Linked DNA regions of Macaca mulatta: region 1 is linked to region 2. A link is a contact called in public Hi-C data. All regions are on one chromosome and are shown on one strand. The core of a region is the stretch at or near the end of the contact, and the rest is flanking DNA. Distances in the headings are between cores, read along the strand shown. Region 1 holds the start of IPPK (inositol-pentakisphosphate 2-kinase). Region 2 holds the start of NOL8 (nucleolar protein 8).

The links. A called contact is a pair of places that touch in the nucleus more often than the background predicts.
Region 1: a contact with region 2 is called in a Hi-C map of fetal cortex germinal zone, with 2.6 times the contacts expected there. The contact joins the promoter of IPPK here to the promoter of NOL8 in region 2. A contact is called at or near these places in 2 of 14 Hi-C or Micro-C datasets (blood and fetal cortex germinal zone).

The regions. Positions count from the first base shown.
Region 1 is chr15:123,376,228-123,381,161 of T2T-MMU8v2.0, forward strand. IPPK (inositol-pentakisphosphate 2-kinase) reads right to left here and starts at 3,187. Exons shown (of 13, transcript XM_077966343.1): 1 at 2,964-3,187. The coding sequence starts at 3,044. All of the region lies in intron 1 of SUSD3 (sushi domain containing 3), which reads left to right.
Region 2 is chr15:123,040,682-123,045,918 of T2T-MMU8v2.0, forward strand. NOL8 (nucleolar protein 8) reads right to left here and starts at 2,121. Exons shown (of 17, transcript XM_077966334.1): 1 at 2,077-2,121; 2 at 788-973; 3 at 201-263. The coding sequence starts at 926. It overlaps CENPP (centromere protein P), which reads left to right and starts at 2,694. Exons shown (of 8, transcript NM_001194801.2): 1 at 2,694-2,878. The coding sequence starts at 2,772.

The DNA.
Region 1 (4,934 bases), core at 1,937-4,436, 340 kb after region 2:
ACCATGCAGATCTCCTTACCTAGACCCTCGGCTCCTGCAGGACCGGCTCAGGCTGGCTGAAGGTGAATCATGTTCTCACGGTGGAGGGGATGGGGGTCAGCACAGGACTCATTAGGGACATTTCAATTCTGAGAGGAGCTGATGCCCTCTCAGAGAAAGCAACCCTCTCCTTTCCTGGAAAAACTGGGCAAAGGCCTCCCTCTCTCTCGGACTGAATGAGGTGGATCTAAGGAGTTGAGCAGAGTAGCACGGTCCACCTGCTCCCACACCCAGCTGCAGGGAGGCCGGGCGCATGCTCAGCATCCACAGGACCACAGACTCCTCCTGTTCTCCCTCACCCATCTTCTATCCCACTGACACATACCCGCTGCTCAAACTCAACAGTTCCTAAAAAGCTGCCTTCCAGGAATTGTTCTCTCCTCCTTGGTCCACAGCCTGAGCAAATACACCACAGGGCAGAGCTGGTGGGCTCAGCTTGGTTCAGGTTACCATATCAGGCACAGGCTCCATCTGACCTTAACTTGATGGGAAACATTTTCTCATGAGGTTACCTGCAGTGATAATCTTCAATTTCAAATGATGAGCTAAAAACAACAACCAAACAGGAATGAGTACAGTAAAGCAAATTTAGATTTAAAACAAAGAATGAGGCTGGGTACAGTGGCTCACGCCTGTAATCCCAGCACTTTGGGAGGCTGAGGCAGGCGGGTCATTTGAGGTCCGGAGTTTGAAACCAGTCTGGCTAACATGGTGAAACCCCATCTCTACTAAAAATACAAAAAAAAGCAGCCAGGCATGGTGGCAGGTGCCTGTAATTCCAGCTACTTGGGAGGCTGAGGCAGATGAATTGCTTGAACCGAGGAGGCAGAGGTTGCAGTGAACCAAGATTGCACCACCGCACTCTCTCTGCCTGGGAGACAGAGGAAGACTCCATCTCAAAAAAAAGAACGAATAGTATAGGTCTAGAATAGCCTCGTGGCTGTAGGTAAATTTGAAAAGGTGAAAGAAAAAATAAACAATCAACCTGGTGCGGTGGCTCATGCCTGTAATCCCAGCACTTTGGGAGGCCGAGGTGGGTGGATCACTGGAAGTCAGGAGTTTGAGACCAGCCTGGCCAACATGGTGAAACCTCATCTTTACTAAAAATACAAAAATTAGCTGGACATGGTGGCGCAAGCCTGTGATCCCAGCTACTCAGGAGGCTGAGGCAGGAAAATTGCTTGAACCCAGGAGGCAGAGGTTGCAGTGAGCCGAGATCGCGCCATTGCACTCCAGCCTGGGCAACAGAATGAGACTCCATTTCTAAATAGATAAATAAATAAAAATAAACAAGCATTACAATCAGAGCTGTGCAACAGGGTAGGGCCAGGCTGCCCTGGAGATGCCTGCTCAGGAAAGGGGGTGGACTCAGGGAAGAGGGTGTACACGCACTTGTCGGGAACATGCAGAGGGATCCCAGTGCCAGAGGCAACTGTGTCAAAGCCTCTGCTCTTTCAACATGGGTGTCCTTTTGCTCCAAGCCTGAAACTTGCTGCTTCATCTGCCACTACTTTTGAAACTTAATATATCAGCCCTCACTAAAGAAAGCCTTAGGTTTACCTAAAATGCAGAGATACATCTAATCTTACCAAGGAATTGGAAGATTAGTATTTGTTTTGGGAAAGGATTCAGGGGATCGGCACAGTAATCCAACATCAGGACTCAAGCGGAAATATCCCTCACTTTCCCCAACAGCTGACTACACAAGAGAACGACAGCTTCAGGTTAGCCTGGTCCATTATTAATTCACCTAAAGATCTTGAGCAAAGCTTATAGTCTCTGCTCTTTAGTTCCCTGTGCTAAAGAGCAACAAAATCCAAAGGCACAACCTGGGGACTACCTGGGTGTTTGCAGCTTACACTACAGCTGACCAATGCATCCAGCATAGGAACAACAGAAGCAAGGCAGGACTCCACTGCCTACAGCATCCCTGACAAGCTGTTGGACTGGGGTAGTGCCGTCAGCCTCTCTTATTTTCACTTTATCTATCTGTCCAAGGGGATGATAATTATCACTTGCTAAGCATAACTTGATGGGTTCCTGCATAACTGATCTTTCCAACAATCCCACAAAGTGAATTCTATTAGTAGTTCCACTTCACAAATGTCAACACTGAGCCTCCACCAGGCAGTGGTAGAACTGAGATTCCTGTGCCTTTAACACCCATGCTCTAACTCCTCCCTACAGGACACCTATCCTCGCCTCCCTCACACCCCTCCCCCCTTCCAGCCGGCCACATTCCTGCGTGCTTGTACCAGACAGCAAAAGGTCAAAGAGATCTGGGCCCTCACACAGACCCACATCCTTCACTCTTGGATTCACCTTTGCGAGATCTTACTGCAGTTTCTAAAACTCACCCTCATTGAATTCAGGTGAAACCCTTCAAATTCTAAAAGGTTGAGAAGGGACCTGTGGGTAACATCCCCTTACTATTAACAGCACAGCAATTCCGTAGTCTCACGAGGCCGAACTCTTTTGGTGCTGAGAGTAACAGCACTGTGGGCACTCTGCTTCTTCCTCCAGTGCTGGCGGGGCCCTCTGTCCCAGCTAAGCCTCCGCCCCACTGCGGCCTGGCAGTCCGGCGGGCATCCAGGCGGGAGGCGGCACCGCGTGAGGCTGAGAGCGGCACCGACGGGGCGTGGAGGGGGCCGTGGAACTGACTCTGACGGGGAACGGGAATACTGAGGGAACGAGAGACCGGCCAGGAGAGGGATCTGGGGGAATAGGAGACTGACCCAGTAGAGAGGAGATATTGGGTGATGAGGAACCTACGGGGTAGGGGGGAATTCCGGAGACCGGCCGGGGAGGAGGAAGGTACCAGGAGGACGTCGAACCGACCATGCTGGGGAAACGGATACTGGGGGCGGGATGATACCGGCCGTCGGAGTGAGGTACCGGACCTGCGCCGCACGTCCGCCGCTCACCTGCGCGTGGGCCACCACCAGGCTCTTATTGCCTTCTCCGTGGTACCCCCATTCATTCTCGTCCATCTTCCCCTCTTCCATGCCCAGGCGCAGCCCTGGCGCCTCGCGGGCTGGGACGCGGGGACGCGAGCTGGGGGCCGCCCGCCTCGCTGGGCACCAGCCACTGCCGTCGGGGGAGGAGCGCCTGTCAGCTGCCGCCCCCGCTCGACCCTGCGGCGGCTACTAGCAAGCTGCGGCCGCCGGAAGCCACGCCCCCGGCGCCTGCCATGACGGAGTCGGGCAACTTCCGGGTTCGTGACCACTTTCCTTACATTGATCGCGACGGTGGATGGGCCGGCGGCCATTTTAGGTACTGGCAGAGTGACTCATTTCCGGAACGCGGTCTTGGGAACCGGAAGAGAAGCTTCCGGCCTCGGCGCCGGATGTGTAGCTGGCGGGAGAAGCCGGCGGCTTTTCGGCGCCCGGTAGTGACCGGCTCTGCCCGGGTGGCCTGGTTGTCTGGGTCTCGGGACCGCTTAGTCGCGGGACCCCAGCAAAGCTCTTGGGGTCTCTGAGTCTCAGCTTTTTCTTCTGTAGAATAGGGTGTTAACTCATCGTACATGTCACGGGGATACCCAACGCAGTCATTTCGATGGTCCTGCGAGGTAGACAACATTGTCCAACATTCCACGCGAGGAAACGTGGCTTGGCGACACGACTGGACTCCCCAGCCCCGCTTTTGCCCGAAGACTTCGAGGGACGCAGTTGGAGCGCGAGGCTCCTGCTTGGCGGTGAGGCAGAGGACCGACGACCGTCCTGCTCCTAAATTCACTGATGCGGCGGCAAGAATGGCACCGCTTCATAAAGCTACCGCGTTTCCCAAACTCTTAGTCTCAGGACCATTTTATACTCATAAACATGAAGCCCCCAAGCTTTTGCTTATGGGGGTTACAGCTATCAATGTTACCACATTGTAAGTTAAAATGCTTTAAAGTTTGTTGTTTGTTTCGTTTAAAAGTAAACAGCCGGGCGCGGTAGCTCACGCCTGTAATCCCAGCACTTTGGGAGGCCGAGGCGGGCGGATCACTTGAGGTCAGGAGTTCGAGACCAGCCTAGCCAACATGGTGAAACCCTGCCTCTACTAAAAATACAAAAATTAGCCGGGTGTGTTGGCGCACGCCTGTAATCCCAGCTACTCAGGAGGCTGAGGCAAGAGAATCACTTGAACCCAGGAAGCGGAGGTTGCGGTAAGCCAACGTGGCACCACTGCACTCCAGCCTGGGCAACAGAGTGAGACTCCGTCTCAAAAAAAAAAATAAAATAAACATTACATTCCCCGCCCACCACCAAAATAAAGGAGTGGTACTGTTTTACACTTTTGTGAATCTTTTTAAAATCTGATCTAATAGGTTGTCACATGTGCTTCAGCATTCGGTCTGCTGCAATATATTGCATTGGTTGACATATACATTGTAAAGAACATCTACAGTTATGTAGTTCAAAAAGAGAGGACCTGCAGACCCAACTTTGAGAACGGCTGGGCACCTTGCCAGGCCTTGGGAATTGTAGTGAAATCAGGCCAGTGACTCAGGAAAATGAGCTGAAGGCTTTGAGCATCTCTTTCCCCCATTTTAGGCCTCAAAAGGGAGGCTGGGGCCGGGCATGGTGACTCACGCCTGTAATCCCAGCATTCTGGGAGGCTGAGGTGGGTGGATCGCTTGAGCTTAGGAATTCCAAACCAGCCTGGGCCACATGGTGAAACCCCATCTCTACAAAAAATTAGCTGGGTGTGGTATGTGTGCCTGTAGCCCCAGCTACTTGCAGGGCTGAGGCGGGAGGATCGCTTGCGCCGGGGAGGTTGAGGCTGCAGTGAGCCCTGATGAAGCCACTGCACTTTAGCCTGGGTGACAAAGTGAGATCCTGTCTCAAAAAAAAAAAAAGTGGGGGAGGCCAGGCGCGGTGGCTCACGCCTGTAATCCCAGCACTTTGGGA
Region 2 (5,237 bases), core at 871-3,370:
GTGCTACCATGTCCGCTGATGCCAAATGCAATGGACCTAAACCTGCTGAGTCAAACGATACTGGAATTCTCTTGATCAACTGCTGTCCCTCTAGATAACGTAAAAACGGCTGTGGAGGTTTAGGCTTAGAACCAAAGGTATTCCAAGTTACAGAGTGATACAAACTGGCAAATAGTATAGAAAATTTATGATGATCTTACATTTTTTCAGGTCTGCTTCTGCTACACTGATGTTGATATATGCAAAGACTTTCTGTGGGTTTCCTAAAAAAAAAAAAAACCAAAAACCAAAACACAATTTATTTAAATTTTTATCCAGAGAGCAATGTAAAAATGGTTGTTTCTAAATTAAAAAAAAAAGTTAGTTCTTGAAAACTTATTCTTTCAAGCATAAACCTGGTTTTTTATTTATTGGCCATAAAAATAAGCATGATTATCAAAATATTCCAAAAAATAAGAAGAAAATGTACAGTAGTCAGTTAAGGAAACATTTTGATTGTATGCTAGTGATAGTCTACTTAATGGGACACTTAATCAATGTTAGAAAATTCTAGCTCTCAAAACTGGAAGTTAATATGTTTCTGAAATCAGATGTTTAGAATTTAGAATTTTTTCTTATTTCAGAAATGAATTCTGGTCAAGTTCCACATCACACATTGTATCTCCAAAACATCACTGAAAACTTTTGGTGTTCAGAGCTAACATTTATCTTGGGGTCGTTTTATTTTCTAGTACTTAACCTGAGTTATGTCTGCCTATAACTACCCAGTGAAGGACCATAAATTTACCTTGGTCATCTTTCCGTGTGATGATCTCCACATCCGAAACTTCTCCAAATCTGCTGAACTGATTTTGTAGGTCTGCCTCAGAAATGTTCTGGCTAAGGCCACCCACATAAAGGCGCTTCGTCTCTCTGTTCACTTTCATGAAGGCTGGTCATATACTTGGTGTGTTCTAGTGGGAAAAGTAATTTTCTGTATACAGAGAAGAGTCCTTTCCCTTAGTTCTTCTAAAATCTAACAAAACAACTACTTCCTCTGAACCGTCTGTATCAAATCCGTCTCCTGGATCTGTATTTCACTTCCGATTGTATTGCTTCCAAATTTTAGTCTTGGAGGTTTTGCCGAAGCCCTACATCCACATTTTTCATGAATGTACTTTGGAACAGCAACCCTATACCTATATAGATACAGGTCCAGAGGTTTTTTTCCTCCAAATGGCCATAATATTACTCTATCCCTCTTAATGTTACGTATTCACGTTTTTAGATGTTTTTCCTTGATTCATTCATACATTCATTTACTGTCTGTAACAAAGGCTGATAGAAACAGGATGTAGCAGGTAATGCACTAAAAGATAAAAAGAGCTAGTCTATCTCTTCCTAATAGTCTTCGCCCCCAACCTACTCACTCCAGCCTTCTTTCTCCGGGAAGACCCAAAGAAGTGAATACAGAGGCTAGGAGCTCCTGGAGCTCCTCATAGTCACAAAAGAATTAAACAAATGGCACAATATTATGTCACAATAAAAGTGCTGCAAAGTGGGGTTCAGTCACAAAGATCAAGTGATATAGCGAATACAGACTTGTGTTTTTGCTACGTGCCTGCATTGTACAAAGTAGTTTGCACGTTTCCCACTTTTCAGAAGAACAGAAGAGGTTAAGTCACTTTCCCAATGCCATACCGAAAATTAGTGAATCCAGGATTATAATGCAGGTCTAACTTCAGAACTTGGAATTCTTAACACTATACTATGAAGGTTGCTGGATCACAGGAGACTCAGGAAAACTTTTCCAGAGGTACTAGGGCCCATCATATCTCTCATTTCGTTTAGCACCCGGCAGGCGCTCAGCTCTCGCCCTGCCCTTCCCCAACAGCTGAGACTCTTTCCAAACCAGACTCCCAACCAGCGTCCCCACATGGCACATATTCTGGGCAGAGCTCCGGCCTACCTCTTCCTGACAGTCTCCGCCCCCAGCCTACCCACCGCAGCCTTCTTTCTCCGAGAATTCCCAGAGAAGTGAAGAGAGAGGCTAGGAAACGGCCCTGTGACTTCTCATGCTTGAAACCCACTCCTCACCACGTCGTTCACCTAACGCCAGCGCCGCTGCAGCCCCTAACTTCTGGTCACATGTCCCAACGGACCATCCTCTCTTCCTTCCTACTCGATTTCCAACCCAGCCTCCTAAGGTTCCGTTACCACAATTCAGTTCCCAAGAGCTTTTAATTTCCTTTCCCGTCCTCCCACCTTCCCTGACGCCTCCGTCACCTCCCCCTCAACGACCGCAAAAAAGCCCAAACCAAAATCCCCTAGTTTCTATTGAACACTATCGCTGTGTGTACCAATTCCTGGACTAGGTCGGCCTAAGTGAGGAAGTAGGGGGAAAAAAAATAAAGAGGCACTCCCCTCCACGTGATCCCAGCCCTGCCTCTTCAGTGACGCACGCGGCCGGGCGGCTCCAAGGCTGCCGGCTGGGGTGAGCAGCGGAGCACTTGGGCTTGGAGTAGCAAAGAACACGCTCTCCCGAGAAAGTATAGGCACTGATTAGACAGCCAGGGAAACGTGTGTAGGGAAGTCGAGGACCCAGGCTCTGGGGCGAGCGTGTAGTTGGACGGACAGGGCCGCAGGGGTCACGCGGGGCTCTCCCGCCTCCCCTCCGCGTGAGCTCCGGGATGGTCCGCGCCGGGAGCGCGCGCGAGGCTTGAAGCGCCGGTGAAGCGCTCAGGTCGGAGTGACAGCGGCGCTGCCTGTCAGGCTCGGGTGAGCAACGCGCCATGGACGCAGAGCTGGCAGAGGAGCGCGTCTTGCAAGCTGAGATCGCGGCGGTGCGGCGAGCGTGTGAGAACCCACCGGCGCCCTGGGAAGAGAAGTCCAGAGTCCAGTACGTGACCCCCCAAGTTCCCCAGGCTCCGCTGACCGGCGTTCCCGGGCCAGGCGGGTGAATCTCGGCCTCCTACTCCCAGCCCCAAAATGTGGGCATGAACTGGTGTTGATCCTTTCATGACAATGGCCTAGAGTTGGGAGCAGCGCGTACGGCGCCCTGCTGTAAACGCCTTGCAGATTATTAGCTCGTTTAATCGCAGTCGTCTGTGTGGATGACTGACAAGGAGAAAGTCTTGACTATGTCCCTAGCTAGATAGTTCCGCCTCCAGTAAGCAGAGGTATCTCTAGTGGGGATTTAGTAACTCCGTTTGATTTCATGGCATTTGTTTTTAATGGGTCAGCTAACCATGGCAAGTGATACTGACTTTTTGTTTACGATGACATAAAAATTCCTTTGAAAAATAACTTCGGTAAAAAAGTAAGTTGATATCAAGAAGAGTGGTTAATATAGCCTGTAGGAGAATTTGACATTCCTCTAAGGTAGGTGCTACTGTTGGCCCTGTTTCATAGTTGAAGATACTGAGGCTCAGAGGGGTTAGGTAGCTCGTCCAAGGTTCCAGAGAAAGGAATTGTCAGAGATGGATTAGGAACCCAAAAATTTAACCCCAAAGTCTGGGCACTTCTGCTTTGTTGAAGGAGAGGGAGAGAAAAGCTCTGCAGCCGTAATTATGTATCATCATCTCAAACATGGAAGCCTCGCGAAAACAAACTATCTTCAATTTTTGAGTCAAGACTAATTTGACACAGGTGCAGAGAGAGTGAGATTTATTTATTTATTTATTTATTTATTTTTCCTGAGCTAACTGGAGAAGAATTGGTAGAAAATGGGAAGGAGATCTACAGAAAATGTCTGCGTGCGGTCGTGAAAGTAGAGGAAGCTGTGACTGGTAAAAGGGAGAGGAAACAGGTGTGCCCCTCCTCGAGTGAGAGTCATTGTATTAAAGACCGTTGCTACTTGAGGTGTGCTCCGCAGATGGGATGCTTTAGCATCACCTGGCGGTTTGTTAGAGCGACAGCCTGACCAACTGAATCAGAATCTGCATTTAAAAAAAGATCCCCTGCCCTAACAGATGATTTGTGTGCACACTTTGAAGTTTAAAAACTGGGGAAAAGTGTTTTCTTTACTAGCCACAAGATTTCATTAGTCCACATGGTAAAGTAGTGTCAACTGAAAAATCATGAGATCTGCAAATTTTGAGAGACTGTTTCTTTTTTTTTTTTTTTTTTTTTTTTTGTTGAGACAGAGTCTCGCTTTGTCGCCCAGACTGGAGTGCAGTGGCCGGATCTCAGCTCACTGCAAGCTCCGCCTCCCGGGTTCACGCCATTCTCCTGCCTCAGCCTCCCGAGTAGCTGGGACTACAGACGCCTGCCACCTCGCCCGGCTAGGTTTTTGTATTTTTTAGTAGAGACGGGGTTTCACCGTGTTAGCCAGGATGGTCTCGATCTCCTGACCTTGTGATCCGCCCGTCTCGGCCTCCCAAAGTGCTGGGATTACAGGCTTGAGCCACCGCGCCCGGCCCTAGACTGTTTCTTAAAAAGGGTTGCAGCCTGCAAAGTGGCCATCCTGACAGGCTGGGAAGCATAGTCTCAGGCAAAGCAGAAAGGCCCGCACTTTGGAAGAGGAGGGGTTGGGGCAGGGATTTATGATGGATGAGTGGGCTATGTATACACATTACAACAGGTTATAGGAGGGGCTATGAATATTCACAAAGGGAGATGTGCTCACGTGTACTGAATAAACATGCATATTACATACATTCCATGTTCATTTTGGGGAACTGACTTAACATTTAAATGCATTACAATTAGGCCCTGTATGTCAAAAGTTGAAGGAGGGAAGCAAAGGTACTTAAGTACACAGGCTTTGTAAACCTGTTAGAACAAGTCCATGGTTGGTGATCTTATCAAAAGAAAAATTTTTGAAATCATTCTCTTGTCCTATCAAAGCCTGTGGAACAGGGGAATCAGTTAGCATCTGGTGGTGGATGAACTGCAATTATTTCAATATTGCTTATCTGGAGGCCAGTGCTTGTTTAGCCACTAGAGAAAAAAAAAACATTGTGGCAGTTAGAACATAGTTCATTTTTTTCGGAGACAGAATTTCGCTCTTTTTGCCCAGGCTGGAGTGCAATGGCGCGATCTTGGCTCACCGCAACCTCCACCTCCCGGTTTCAAGCGATTCTCCTGCCTCAGCCTCCCGAGTAGCTGGGATTACAGGCATGCGCCACCACCCCGGCTAATTTTGTGTTTTTAGTAGACGTGGGGTTTCTCCATGTTGGTCAGGCTGGTCTTGAACTCCCGACCTCAGGTGATCCACCTGCCTCAGCCTCCCAAAGTGATAGTTCATTCTTTTAAGT